2 separate regions of the Gossypium hirsutum genome follow, and region 1 is linked to region 2. Evidence: chromatin contacts called from public Hi-C data. All regions are on one chromosome and are shown on one strand. Each heading gives the region's core, a stretch centred on a gene start, on an enhancer-like site or on the middle of the called end of the contact. The rest is flanking DNA. Distances are from core to core; before and after follow the strand shown.

Region 1 (7,883 bases), core at 1,036-3,535, 250 kb before region 2:
CGGATTTTACTTAAAAAATACATTAATAAAAAGAGGGGGTCGTATTTTAAACTCTTTTCGAATTTTTAACTTTCAATCTTAAGACATTAATTAATCACTTAGGTACCAATTTTGGATTTTACGAGGATACTAACCCTTCCTCGTGCGTAACAGACTCCCGAACTCATTTCTTAGATTTTGTAAACCAAAAATCGTCGTTTTAGTAAATTTAAACTTTTATTAAAATGATTAAATTACGAGGTGATCTGATTACACCTAATAAAAAAAGATTGATGACGACTCTCATTCTCGTCATTTTAAAAATAGAAAGTTGATTTCAAAAAAAATTCAACATTATTAATAATTTAATGATTTGATTGTAATTTAGCCATAAAACTATTGAGACTATTAATGATCATTGTTTAAAATTTTCTAAAAAGTGATGTATTAATTATATATTTTATCTTTCATACATTATTTTGATTACGGAAAAAAAAACCAAAATGACAATAGAAGATGTTATGTAAAGCTCAACATTTTGTTGAAGATACCCAAATCCATGATTTGGTATGAAATTTCAAAAAACCATATTCTTATTCCTTTTTAATTTTGAAGGAAAAAAACTTGTTATATAACATAAACATTGGAAAGTTATCTCTAGAATTTGCAATATAATAGAAAATTCACTTTAAATAAAGAAAACTCATCTTCATTTCTGATAGCAAATGAAAAATAAGAAGAAAAAGAACATATTTTCTTGAAAGACGCTTTAAATGAAACAAATATGAAAAACATAAATGTATAATTTTGCAAAGGTAAAAAAGTGAAAACTGACCCAAAAACTTTCACACTTTTCTAGGTCGTCTCCTCTCTTGTCCTGTCAAGTCTTTAATTGCAAAATAAATGCACAGCCAAGTTTAATTGTGATTTTTTATATATAATTTTGCTATATATTTCTTGATCTAATATTATCTTTTTCTGTTTTTCTTGAACTAAAACAGAGCTGAAAAGACTGTTTGGAATTTTCTTATCCACACTCAAATTCTTGGAATCATTACTTCAATTTGAAGTGGTAAGTGGGTATATTTTCCATTTACTTGGGTCACAACAAAATAATATATGAAAATATCTATGATTAAATTGAAATCCATGTTTTTTTAAAATATATTAATCAAGATTTATTGATTTTCAGGCGGGAACATATTTGTAGTTTGTATATCTATGAATTAATAAAATATATCTTCAACAAAAAAAATGAAAATATCTATGATTAAATTGTAATTTTCTTAGTTTCGTTTTGATTCTAAAAAATAAAAAAAATTTAGTCTTAATATTTACATTTTTATAAAAATATTGTGAGTTGAATTTGTTAAATCATGACTAAATTGATAGAATGTGTTAACTTTGACAGCTAAATCTGTTATTATACCAGTCAAATTTATGAAAATTGTCCTTATTCGGTCACTTTTGAAATTGATAGGGATTAGATTGGTTTGATTTTTTTATAGAGATAAATTTATTCAATATCAAAATTGAGATGGATTAGAAAGGTTGTTTTATCCAGTTTAATCATTAAATGATATGTTAAATCTAATGTGACATAATAATTTAAAATAAAAATTAAAAAATGAATATTATAAAAATAACTGTTTTAAAAACTTTAGTTTTGAGGTTTTCGAAGTTTTTATGGAAGTTTTATGTTCACTTTTTAAAAAAAATTTAAGTTTTACTTAATTTTTGTTTTTAATTTTAAAAGTTATGTAACATGATTCTATTTATTTAAAATTTTCATTTTAAATTTAGCTATGTAAGATTGATATGTGATTGTAATAACAAAAGGACTCGATTGATATAGTACCGATAAATTGAGAATATAATTAGAATAATCTAAAGTTTGGGGACCAATTGAAATTGATGGTCACAATTTAAAGATGCTTGATGTAATTAACTCTTTTCTAATAGAGCAAACCAGGGTAAAAATATGACCCAAAGACTCACCTTTATGTAAGTTATCTCCTATCCTGTCATGTCTTTGTTGGTCTTAATTGCAAAATAAATGCAAACCAAAAGGACTTGATATGTGATTTTAAATTTAGCTATGTAAGATTTGATATGTGACTGTAATAACAAAAGGACTTGATTGATACAGTATCGATAATTTGGAGATATAATTAAAATAATTTGAAGTTTGGGGACCAATTTAAATTGATAGTCATAATTTAGAGATTGTTGATGCAATTAACACTTTTCTAATAGAGCAAACTAGGGTAAAAATATGACCCAAAGACCCCCTCCTTTTTGTTATCTCCTATCCTGTCATGTCTTTGTTGGTCTTAATTGCAAAATAAACCAACTTCATTAATAAACACAAATCCTTTGTCTACAAGAAAACTCAGTTTTTAGTGGCGGAACATTGTAGAAATTGAGGGGTCATACTGAAATAGTAAAATTTTCCGAGCGGTTGAATTTTCCAGGCAGATAAACTTCAATTTCTACTTTGTTTTTCCCCCCTTTCTTCAAGTTCCTTTCTTTTTTGTGTTCAGTTTTACTTACTTTTGCTAAAAAAAAAACCAACCTTCAAATCCCTCCCTTTTGATTGTTTAGAAGTAAGAATCTTCTGATCCCTAAGTGTAGTTTGTTTTTAAAAGTTCCCAAGTGAGGTAAATCTATTTATATATGCTTCATTTCTGTTTTTTATATATCAATTGAAGTTGTTCTATATATTTTTTTGATCTGATCTCATCTTTTAATGTTTTTATGATCTCATTGTGTTTTCAGCTGGACTGAGTTGAAAGAACAACACATTGATTCTCATAGGTTGAGTTGCCTTTCACCATCCTTCTTATGGATAAGAAGTAGTGTCATAATCTTCAAAACACTTTTTGATTCTTTAATTTTTTTTATGGTAATTACTTATGATTCACTGCAGTGTTTGAACTTGGAACATCATATTCTTCAATTTGAGCTTGTCAAGCATGGGTTGCGGATTTTGTGAGGCTGCTCTTTCTAACACAGTTGGAACACTGGTTGTGGGCTGTGTGGTGAAGCCGGCAGGACGTCAACTTGATTATGTCCGTCGCTTTCATGACAATGTTGCAAAGCTCCGAGAGAAAAAGCGTGAACTTGCAGATGCACGAGATCGTCTACTACATAAGATTGAGGATGCTAAAAATCGGCTTCTACAAATTGAAAATGATGTACAGAACTTGCAATCAAGGGCAGATGAAACACTGTCGGATATGGGAACTCTGGAGGAGGAAATCCAACTGAATAAGAGGTGTCTCAATTGGTGTCCTAATTGGAGTTGGAGATATCAATTAAGCAAGAAAGCAATGAAGAAAATCCAGGATATCTCTAAGCTTTTGGACAAATTTGGTCAACTTGGACCAGTCGGCTACTCTGCTCCTACTGCCCTTCCCACTATAGATTTCCTATGTTCTAAGGAATTTGTGTTTTCAAAATCTTCAGAGACTGCATTCTATCAAATCATTGAAGCCTTAAAAGATGAGAATATCAACATGATTGGGTTATGGGGGATGGGAGGGGTGGGCAAGACCACCCTGGCTCGTGAAGTTGGAAGTCAAGCTCAAAAACTGAAATTGTTTAACAAAGTTGTGATTACGGTTGTGTCTCAAAAGCCAAATTTTGAGAGAATTCAAGATCAAATTGCACAATACATAGGCTTTGATATGAAGAATGAACAAGGAAGAAGATCCGAGCAAGAATTATGGTTACGACTGAAGAATGAACCGAGGATTCTTATCATCGTTGATGATATTTGGGAATCTATCAACTTAAAGGAGAAGATAGGAATTCCAATTGGGGATGATCATAAAGGCTGCAAAGTTCTTTTAACAACACGCTGTCAACAAGTATGTCAAGCTATGGATTGTCAAAACATGGTACAACTTGGCTGTTTGAATGATGATGAAGCTTGGACTCTGTTTGAAAAGAAAGCAGGTCTAGATGACTTTTCTGATGATTCTATTAAAATCCTAGCACATCAAATTGTCAAAAAATGCGGGGGTTTGCCTATAGCTATAGTTCCGCTGGGAAGTGCCTTGAAAGGTAAAACCCATCATGAGTGGCAAGCTGCATACCTGAGACTCAAAGATCGTAGATTGACTGAAATTGAGGATGTTAATGAAGAAAATGCCTATGTATGTCTTGAGGCGAGCTTCGACTACTTGAAGAATATGGAGACCAAGACATGTTTCTTGTTGTGCTCTTTATTTCCTGAAGATGATGAGGTTTATGTGGAGAACTTGGTAGGATATGCATGGGGACTGGAGTTGTATAAAGGCATGGACTCAATTAAAGATGTTAGAAGTGAAGTGCTTGCATCAATTGAGACCCTCAAGAACTCCGGTTTGTTGCTAGATTGCGGAGAAAGGCATGTCAAAATGCATGACGTGGTTCACCAATTTGCTTTGTGGATAGCATCTTCAAGGAAGGAGATTTCTTTTGGGACTGTTGAAACACTCCCGATGGATGAAAGTTTCAAGCATTACACAGCAATCTCCTTCAACACTGATCAAACGGATGAACTGCCTAAAGGAGTGGGTTTTCCATATCTCAAACTTCTTTTACTTGGTGGCAATCGTTTCATGGAAACTTCAAGCGAATTCTTTGAGGGTATGAAGGCATTACTAGTTTGTGCTTTGAATCATCTGTTGATATCTCTGTCTACATTTCAGTTTCATATGAACCTTCAGACTTTGTATTTGATTGATTGTAAACTCTCTGACATCTCAATGCTTGGGAAGCTGAGGACACTTCATATTCTCTCTTTAAGTCGATCTGATATCACTGAATTGCCGACTGAAGCTGGTGATTTGGAAAATCTAAGATTGTTGGATTTATCGTATTGCTATGAACTACGAAGAATCACTCCTAACTTAATACGAAGATTGTCCAATTTAGAAGAACTATACTTGCATGGTTGTAGTTCATTAAAATGGGCGACTGAGAATTCAACTAAAAGGGAAAGCTATTCCAGCCTATCAGAGTTGAATTTATTGCCAAAGTTGGTTGTAATATCATTGGATATTTCTTCTGAACATTTTCTAGATGGCTTTGTGTTTCGTAGATTATGGAGCTTTGATGTTTGCATTGGCATAAAAAGAGAACGGCGGTACCTAAAGAGGGACCTTGAAACTTGTCCAATCTCAAGATCTTTGAGAATCGATAAGTCTGTAGATGCAGGCAAGCAACTATTTGAATATGTGTAATCTCTTCAATTGAATAAGGTGGAGGGTCACCCAAACCTTATTCCGAGCTTGGACTTGGGATTTAGTAAGTTGACTTCTCTAGATCTTCGATGGTGCCACTCTATGCAATGCCTAATTGATGCATTAAAGCAGCAAGTGCCAATCACTGCACTCTCTAATTTGAGAAAGTTATCGTTAAGTCATATGTTTCATTTGGAAGAGATGTGCAATGCTCCCCAGCCGCAAGGTTTTCTACAAAAGCTTGAAGAGGTTATAGTTTCAGATTGTGGTGAGATGCAAATGTTATTCCCAATTACTGAATTGAGGAGCATAGAACAAGAAGGGTCCGGTCGTTATTTAAGCCTCCAAAGTCTGAAGGTTGTTGAAATAGAGAGATGCAATAATTTGAAATATATCTTCCCAATGTCAGTTGGTAATAGCATTGGCCAATTGCATACTTTGAAGATGAAGAGTTGCTCGCAATTGGAAGATATAATCCAAGACCGACAAGTGGCATACAAATGTCTACTCCAAAGTCTAAGGGAAGTATATGTATCTCATTGCAATAACTTGACATCTGTTTTCCTTATTGTCCTATGGTCAAATATTGGGAAATTTAATTATGCTTTTCATTTCAGGTTTCGTTGATTGATTTGCCTCAATTGAAAGGAAAGGATAGAACCGACATCGTGCTGACATCGCCATCTTTGCACGTGTTAGAAGTGAGAGATTGTCCTCAATTGACACATTTATCGTTTCAACAAATATACAAGTAAGACCTTCTTATATATAGTATTTATTAAAATTTTCACCTTTTGATTTTTTTTGTCTGTATAAAATAAATAAATGCTTGTATAACTCTTTAAAAAATAGTTTTCATTGTAGAATTTTGGTCTAAAAACTAATCTAAATAAACCTTTAAGTAGTTTAGTTAATTACAATACAATTTAGTAACATAAATATATATAATTTACAAAGAATATATATATTGTTAATATTATTTATGTTGTGTTTTTGCCCCATATTTGAGTTGAACGGTAAACTTTTTAAAAATTTGAATTCTTTGACTATAAAAGATTGAAAAAGGAAATCTTGTGCTTATTCTTAAATTGATGATATGCTTATAGGAATTGTACTTCTCGAAGATGACAGAAAAGAAGCAAATAAGCAACGTGACAGTCCCTGAAAGGAGAGGAGGAACATCAACATATACGGAATATTTAACAATTTCTAATTTTGAAGAGTTATTTGAATATCTTAGATATAATCTTTCAAGTCTGGAGAGGCTAACGTTGTCTGAACTAACTGAATTGCTGGTGATATGGAGTGGTCCCATCCATGTTGAACACTTTCAAAATCTCACTCGTTTGACAGTCAATGATTGCAAAAGGTTAAGATATATATTCTCACCTACCGTCGCTCAAAATTTGCCACAATTGTGGACTTTGCATATATCTGACTGTGAGGAATTGCAGCAAATAATTGAGAAGGATCAAACTCCATCACAACATCATCTCCAACCTATTTGCTTCCCTAATTTGGTGACGATTACAATCATTAACTGTGAAAACTTGAAATGTCTCTTCCCCATTACTCTTGCTCATGGCGGCCTTCCAAACCTATGGGAATTATGCCTTGAAAGGGTCTCCAAATTAGAGCAGGTGTTTGAAGGAGATGAGACAAATCTGAATAAGGAAGAAGAGAAAGTGATATGCCTACCTCAGCTCCGCCCCTTAGTGCTTGATGAGCTACCAAACCTCGTGAGCTTCAGCCCTGTGGGTTATCATTTTGTTTTCCAACCTTTGAGGTGTTTAAAAGTAAAAGGTTGTCCCAACATAACCACAAGATTTAGTGATGATTCAAAGCAATTAGTGCATGCCAAAACACAGGTACACTATCCTTCCAAACTTAAGTATAAGCTCTAGAACAAATTTCATCCATTGAATTATTTTCTTTATGTATTCTCCCAAACTCTATATTTACTAAGCTTTAATTTCTATGCATTAATGCAATATTTTTATTTTGGTTGCCTGAGAGAAATTCTTTTTTTTTTAATGCTTTAAATGACTAAATGAAATTGTATCAACCGTATATGGTTTCTGCTGACTGTCAATATTTCTTTCTAGATATCCTTGTTGCATTATTATTTTCAATTCACAGTTCTTGTTCTTAATATGTCATCCTTTGTCCATTTTGGAAAACTGGCTGTGTTTTCCTCATCATCAATCATTAAAAGCAAACAGTAATAAGTGAAGCCAATCAGTTGATGAAATTATAGTGGAAGAATTTGCTACAGCTCAAGAAACTGCATGGCCAATTGGTAGTGATATAGAATGGACCAAAGAGGAATTTTAAAGTGAATGGAGCAGTAAATGAAGTAATTTCTATTTGAAAATTAAGCATTGTGAATGTTTAAATTGAATGCCATTTATTCGTTATTATGTATCATTTATTCGTTAAATTGAAGATAGATTTATTGAGCTATAAGCAAAAACAAAGTATGTGAATTCTGCTAATTAATCAAAGAATAAAAAAGAATGGACTAACTATTAGATAACAAGCTTAATACTCCACTAGCCTCTGCCCAATTATGTCTCTTTACAAGTCCTTCCAAAAGATAACAAAGTCTTTGTCGATTTTCCCAGCGAATATGGACTCTCCTGTTGGAACATTGTCAAATATTTATAGTGTTCC
Region 2 (7,874 bases), core at 322-2,821:
GAAAAGAAAATCCAAAGCCTTCGACGAGTAGCTCGAAATTTCCACTTGTATTTCTATAATTCGAGACTCATTTAATTATTGTATATTCATTTTATTTTACATCATATATTAATACCAATAATTACACTTACCAATAATTACACTTACCAATAATTACAATAAGACTTTCAATATTAATTTCATAATTTCACTTACCAATCCTTACCGAATTTGAGAACGACTTACGAATATGAGTACATCATATTCAGAAGCCCAAAGGCTGCACAGAAGCACATAGGTGCTAAGAGAAACCCATAAGGATTGAACGGGAGCTCAAAAGTGCTGAACGAAAACCCATTAGGGTTAAACAAAAGCTCAAAAGAGATGAACGGAAACCCATTAAGGTTAATCGGAAACTCATATGAGTTAAACAGAAGCTCGTGAGAGCTAAATGGAAAGTAAACACGAAAGTAAGCAACAAATGCTGAACTTCGGTTTACTTGGGTAATTTGCCGTCAATTCTTCCTTTACTATCTTTCGCCACAGAACGATTGTACTCAATCCCGCGTTCCACTCGTTTTGAATATTCAATTCAATTTCATAATTTTAACAATATTTTTTTTATTTTCAACAATAGATATGAATAAATACATAATATCATTCATCAATTTAATATATAAACATTAAAGTTTAACCATACGAACTTACCTAAATTAAATTATAAAATTTGTAGTAATTCAAGGACTATTTTTCCAATTTTCCTTTTTCACGATTGTCTACGGGCTCTTGATACGGAGATAGAGCTAAAATATAAAAACTAGCTTTAAGAGCTCTTATGACTATTTTTAGCTGAGAATTGAAGAAGAATATTCTTTAGATTTCAATTTATTTAAGTTTAATTTCATAAAATTTAAAATTAGTTCACATTGTTTTATTATTTTTTAACTCTTACGCCGCCTCAGCCATTTCTTTGTGGCTTATTTACTCTTTAAGTCCTTCCTATTTACCATTTAAGTCATTTAATTACTATTTCTTTTAATTAGTAAGTTTTGCATTTTTTTTAATTTAGACCTATTTAATTAATTAACTATCAAAACGTTAAAATTTTCTAACGAAACTTTAATACTACCTTAATGACACTTCGTAAATATTTATAAAAATATTTACGGCTCGGTTTATAAAGTCGAGGTCTCGATACCTCGTTTTCTAAACCACTTAACCAATTAAATCCTTATTAAACACAAATTACTAATTCAAAAATCTTCCTAAAACCACGTTTGACTCGTAAATACTAAATAATAAAATTTATGAGCTTACTCGTCGGATTTGGTGGTCCCGTACCACTGTTTTCGACTCCACTGAAAATCAGGTTGTTACAGAGATGTTATTGTTGCAGCTTGTAATCGACATCTCTAAAAGGGATCCTATCAACAACGTCATTCGTTGCTTTTCAATTTTGAAAGGTATATTTTCAACCTTTGTTTCAACCCGATTCGTTCCATGTACATGGATCCTTGGTTGACGATCGTTGGAATAATATTTTTGCTGTGCCATGGAATGTACCGGCGATCCAACAGTTCTAATCAATCCCCTTTAGCCCCTAAACAGTTCTTTTAAGCCGCTCAAAACAATTCCTAGATCCACCGTCGTGAGTGATGTTTGTCGCCCCTAGGAACTCCTTTTGTTGGTTGCCAATTTGAGCCATTATTTGCTTATTGGTGTTGTGGTTCCAGCCCTCTTTTTCTTAGTTTTACATGCCTAAAAATAATCCCTAATCTGCCCCTAAATCTTTCTTTTGGTGCCATACAAAAATAACCCTTGTTGTGGTCGATTATGGTATATTTTCAACCTTTGTTTCAACCCGATTCGTTCCATGTACATGGATCCTTGGTTGACGATCGTTGGAATAATATTTTTGCTGTGCCATGGAATGTACCGGCGATCCAACAGTTCTAATCAATCCCCTTTAGCCCTAAACAGTTCTTTTAAGCCGCTCAAAACAATTCCTAGATCCACCGTCGTGAGTGATGTTTGTCGCCCCTAGGAACTCCTTTTGTTGGTTGCCAATTTGAGCCATTATTTGCTTATTGGTGTTGTGGTTCCAGCCCTCTTTTTCTTAGTTTTACATGCCTAAAAATAATCCCTAATCTGCCCCTAAATCTTTCTTTTGGTGCCATACAAAAATAACCCTTGTTGTGGTCGATTATGGTGGTGTGTCATCCTTAGAACCACCATTATGGGGTGTTGGTTTTTCTTCTTTTTGCCGCTTCTCCAACAAGGTTAAGATTTATATTTCTTCACTCTAATCAGCCTCTGATCTTATTTTTTATAGGAGTATTCGATTCCAATAGTTTGGAAACTCGAATTTGATTAATTAAGAAGCGTAAGTGCAGTTGGTTGCAAGGAAGTGTGTAGTTTTGTTTTCATTTAGAAGGGGATGTGTTGGGCGGTTGTTTTAGGGTTTATATTCATTTTAAGTTACTAAATTTTAGTATTATTTTAAAGGTTGGTGTTGATCTGAATGTCCTGGACCAATATTGAGGTCAGTTATCGTTCGTGCCCTCGTTTCGCATCAAATCAATATGAGTCGTCGTAGAGATCTTGATATAACCTATCATAATCTTCGTATCATCACATATCCCATACAAGCGTGCATATGACTCTATTGGCATGTTAACCGTATGCTAACATTTTACTAAATTTGTATGGGCAACTATCATATATATTAACATTTTCATACCTTGTATCATTCACATTTGCATATCATACCCTATAATCGGTAGGCTTAAATGAATATATAAAATTTTAAAAAATGAAAAATATATAAAATTATTAAATATTATATTAAAGTAATATAAATATTTTTCAAAAAAATTAGCAGACCTAAATGGGCTTGGATTAGTCATTGAAAAATATGGACGAGCTTAGATAAAATTTTAGGCTCATATTCTGAGTCGGATTTGACTTGGGCAAGCATAAAGTGTATTAGTATCATGCTTAAACCCGACTCGACCCATGAACCGCCTAAGGTAACGATATGAAGAAAGCCATCAGATTGATTGAACCTCGAACCAGTACAAATCAGTTGCATCGACTGAAAAACTGATTGAATCGACGGTTGAATCAATTTTTTTTGTTATTTTTTAGATATTTTTAATATGTTTTAAATATTATTAATTCATCAAAAAAATTAAACTGATGAACAGATAATCTAATTAATTCAACTACAAATTGAATTCTAAAAACATTAATTATAAGAAAACATTCCCTACTCACTAGGTTCCAGTATCTTTACGTTTCTATCAATGAAGTTAAATTCTAACCTAATAAGCCTCACCGCAAGAATATTCTAGGAAACCAAATTTATAAGCAGCCAGACTTTGTCGATGAAGTCAAAAAGTTATGTTCTTTCTTCTAAAAGAATAATTATATTTTTGTAAATTTATTTTTTTAATTAAATTTATTATTAATTTAAAAAAAAAGTTAAATCACCTATTTTAATAACATTAATTTTTTAATGATGTTAATATGATAATCCACATAGTGGTTTGTGTGTACTTTATATTGATATGACATAATTTATCTTATATGTTACATCAACAAATAATTTAAAATTTATAAAAATATTCATAAAATTAAAAATTCAAATATAAATATAAATATAAAAAAATCATAAAAAAAAATCAAGTGCACATGGATTGTCATGTGTGCTGTCATGTTTAAAAAATTTAACATTTTAGTCAGTATTTCAACTAAAACAATAATTCGACTCTTTTTAAAAGGTTGATTAAATTCAACTCTTTTTAAAATGTTAGTTCATGCATTATCAATTATTCAAAGAAGTGAAAGTGGACTTCTTTCTTAGATATTTGGATCAAATTTAAATTTTGAAGTCAATATTATTAGGAGAGCTTTACATGAATATCATTCCTAATCTGAACAAAATTAAGCTTAGACCGTAAAACGGATGTGAAAAATTGTGATTATAAAAAAAATTGAACAAATAAAATGCTTTGGTAAAATGGGATTAATTTTTTTAAAAAAATTCCAACTCCAAACTAAATGATGAAATTGTTTGGAGGTATTGTTGTGTAGAGTACTTGTGAAATCTACCTAAAAATTAAACAAAGAATCTTTCAAGCTTCTACATTTTGACAACTATGAGATTTTGAAGGCAAAATATGATTTAATTTCCTGTACTCGACAACAAAAATTCTGGGTTTGGGATTTCCAAAGGATTAGATGTTGAGAATCTTATGAAAACAAAGGTTGGCTATTTGAATCTTCCTTCTCTATTATCCAAATATTCAGGTGTTTGTCACTTTTTCCTTCTTTCATCAATATTCCACATAATTGTGTACCTTTTGCCTTTTGAAGTTTCAACAAAAACAACCCAAAGGATTTCAATAATTTACACAATTGTACCTTTTTCCATTTTGTCAAAGCAGAAAACGACCCAAAGGAGATCATATTCATTAGCATGATAACATGAATGCCAATTCCCTACCCTCCTACCTTTTTGGTGTTGGAAAGTTTTTGTTTAATAGACTCACATATTATTATAATGGGTTAATGTGTAAATATGTTAGCTAAAAATTGAAATTTGTCATAATATTTTAGTTTTATTGATATTTGTTTTTATACTTTTCAACTCAAGTTATACTTGTCACTCTATTTTTAACTTTATGTTGAATTTTATCACTTCACTTTTGCTTGTGTGAATTTTGAAATTAAAGTTTGATTATGTTATTATATTTTACTATTCATTTTTTATTTTAAATAATTTGAAGAAAAATTTAATAAAAATATTTTTTAAATATTTTACTTATATAATTAACGATAATAATTTTATTAATAAAATGTTAAAGAATAATAAAAACTCTTATTTATAAAAATAAAATATCTTTTTTTTTTAATTTTTTAAGTCTTTCATCAAATGAAAACTAGAAGTTATTAATTTATTAATTTTTAGTTCTTCTATAAATTAATTTATTGTTAACTATTAAAATAAAATATTAAAATAATATTTTTCCCTTAAACCATCAATATCAATATCAAATTATAAATTTTAATAAAAAAATAAAAGTTGGTGGCAAATTTTAGTAAAATTCAAAGTTTAATGACAATTTTCAGTCATATAAAAGTTTAATGGTAAATTTACCAATATTTTTAAGTATAATGACGAATATCAATCATAATAAAATGTAGAGGCAAATTTAAATGTTCACTTATAGTAAGGTGGCAAATTTGCACCATAACCCTATAATATAATTTTATATAAGTTCGGTGTCAATTACAGGAGTCTAATTATCTAACTTAATAAAGTATTAATTATATTAGATTATGTGATATCCACGATGTGAGTGAAAGAAAAAATATATATATTATCTTTAAAATTAAAATTGTTAACATTTTTTTGGATAGTGGTTCAGACTTCTTTATTGTCACCTTAAGTTCCAAAGGTTAAAACTTTAGTACAAACATTAGTACAAATGAACATGTAAATATACTTTTTGGTTTGGTATGTGTGCAAATCCAATAATACTTTAGCTATGGGCCTATAATAGAAGTGTTAACCTAAACAATTTCAAGGTTATGGTACCTTAGTCAATTACATATTGTAATACCCTTACCCGATTCGATGACTATCATGAATAAGTGATGTCATATTGACTCATTCTTTGCATTTACAAATTTTTTTTTAATAAAGTCATCATTTGAACTAGTTGGTAAAATCCTTTAAATCAATTCTCAACATTTATAAAGCTTTAAACCCATTTTAAAATCATATTAAACCATATTCTAGGTATTTCGACATGGAAAATGCATAAAACGAACGTTTGGTGACCCAAAATGTCAAAAAATACAAGTTGTATATGAATAATGGAGCATGTCTTGAGACATGCCTGGCATGTCTCAAAGACTTTGAGCTATATGTCTTGAGACAGTGATCAAGATTGTTTACTTCAAACTTTTCTATCTCAAGATAAAAGTCTATGCTCGAGACTTTGGACCCTTGAAGAAAAAAAGTGAGTTTCTGAACTTATTTGTCTCTCAAGACTTAAGTGTCATGTCTCGAGTCTAAGGTGTACTAAACTCAAAATTAGTTCAAAAACACTTCAGAACATCCCCTATCATCCTCATATCAATTCCAATCATAACAAGACCTTTTTAAACCTTAAAGAACATCACATTATTATTTGAAACATCATATGATCAATAAAGACACATTTATAAATAACTTAATAAACACTCAATACATTACTCACTATAAATCCATACAATCCATGAACTTGCCACTCTAGAGCCCTTAGATGATACCAAGGAATTGACCTTGCATTTTTGAGAGGGTGCGATGTGATCCAATTGATATAGCCAAGTCCGAATGCTTTCTCAAAATAAACCTTTCACCTACACGTTTAAACAATTAACATGTTAAGCTCGATGGGTTTAGTAAGTACACAAGAATTCTCTACTTAACCTTTTCTTAAGCTTATGACAGATCTTTTATAAATAAGGAATTATGGTTTGAAATTATATCATTTACTTAATCATTTAACTTATAACTTCTTTTTTGAATTATATACTTATTCAATCACTTTAGCTAAATCTTACACCATTTCACAATTTCTTCTTATCAATTTACTTTCCTCATTAAACGGTTGTTAAGTATCAAACTAAGTTATTCTATCTAGGCATAATAAAAAATATAGCCCATAATGATTACTCACTTTGTCATTATGGCATTTATTCTTTTTTTAGATCATTTTTACCCACAAACTTTAAATTTTAGTCAATTTGTTTACTTTTAGATGGAAAATTTAACTAAACTATTAAAATTTTAATGGTATTGATGTGACCACTAGCGTGACAGTCCACATATAATTCATAAAAATTTAAAAAATTAATAAAAAGTAATTAGCAAATTTAAAAAACTTCATAAAAACTTTTAACAAATTTATCCATATTAGCAGTGATATATACGTAAAATGCCACGTGAGTTGCCATGCCAATGTCATTAAAACTTTAATAGTTCAATCAGTTTTTCCGTTAAAAAGCAAGCAATTTAACTAAATTTCAAAAGTTGAGGGGCTAAATGAAACCCCCCCCAAAAAAAAGACCAAAATGAAAAAATGAGTAAAAGTTATGTGCTAAATTTATGTTTATGCATTCTATCTATTAACTCCATCATTTTATGATGATCAAATTTAAACCTTCCATCAATTCAATTTCATAACTCCAAATGCTTTTACTTATTTACAATTCATTACAAATCACTTTTGCTTCATAAAGCAAATTAGGAAATTTATTCTCATTAAATGTTTATTCATTCATTTATTGTTAAAGTTTAATTTCTTTAACCCTTAGTAACCTCAGTGAAATAAGACTCCAATATTTAGGATTACCTAATCAAACTTAACATATAGCAAAAGTAAAGATTGTAGGATAGTTGGCTACTATGTATGTAATTTGAGACAAAATTAAGGACGACGAGTGTAGTTTACCTCAAATATTTAAAATTAAATTACAAAAGTTATCAGATATACCCAGCAATGACTTTTTTTGTCATTACAGTAAAATTTGTGTAACTATAATTCAACCTTTCATAACAACTTTACACAATGGTAATTCCTATCTGGTTAAATCATGTCATAAGTCCTTGTGAAGAATATATAAAGGAGTTATGACAACTTTCTATTCGTGTAGTGATATATTTCAATTCCTTTAAATAAAATATCGATTTTGTGAAGAATATATAAGTGGAAGATGGTGTCATGGATATGGTAGCTATAGTTAGATTAATGGATCTGCTTTTCAAAGTAGACATCCAATATGCTATATAAAGTCCTTAATTTGCAGTATCTTATAGAAACTTCCAATGCTTCATGTGTTAC

Evidence for each region. Hi-C and Micro-C count contacts between places; a contact is called where the count stands out from the background.
Region 1: a contact with region 2 is called in a Hi-C map of seedling, with 1.8 times the contacts expected there. The contact joins the promoter of LOC107902277 here to the enhancer-like site in region 2. A contact is called at or near these places in 2 of 34 Hi-C or Micro-C datasets (leaf and seedling).

Annotation. Positions count from the first base shown.
Region 1 is chrD05:58,004,607-58,012,489 of Gossypium_hirsutum_v2.1, reverse strand. LOC107902277 (disease resistance protein At4g27190) reads left to right here and starts at 2,285. Exons shown (of 4, transcript XM_041092266.1): 1 at 2,285-2,639; 2 at 2,758-2,796; 3 at 2,909-5,961; 4 at 6,317-7,218. The coding sequence starts at 2,955. The coding sequence ends at 5,210.
Region 2 is chrD05:57,749,103-57,756,976 of Gossypium_hirsutum_v2.1, reverse strand. No RefSeq gene overlaps it. Among protein-coding and RNA genes, the nearest start is that of LOC107903662, 7.9 kb to the right of the region's middle. Within about 2 kb of position 1,571, at least 1 of the 9 cell types and tissues checked has an H3K27ac peak or open chromatin away from gene starts, as enhancers often do.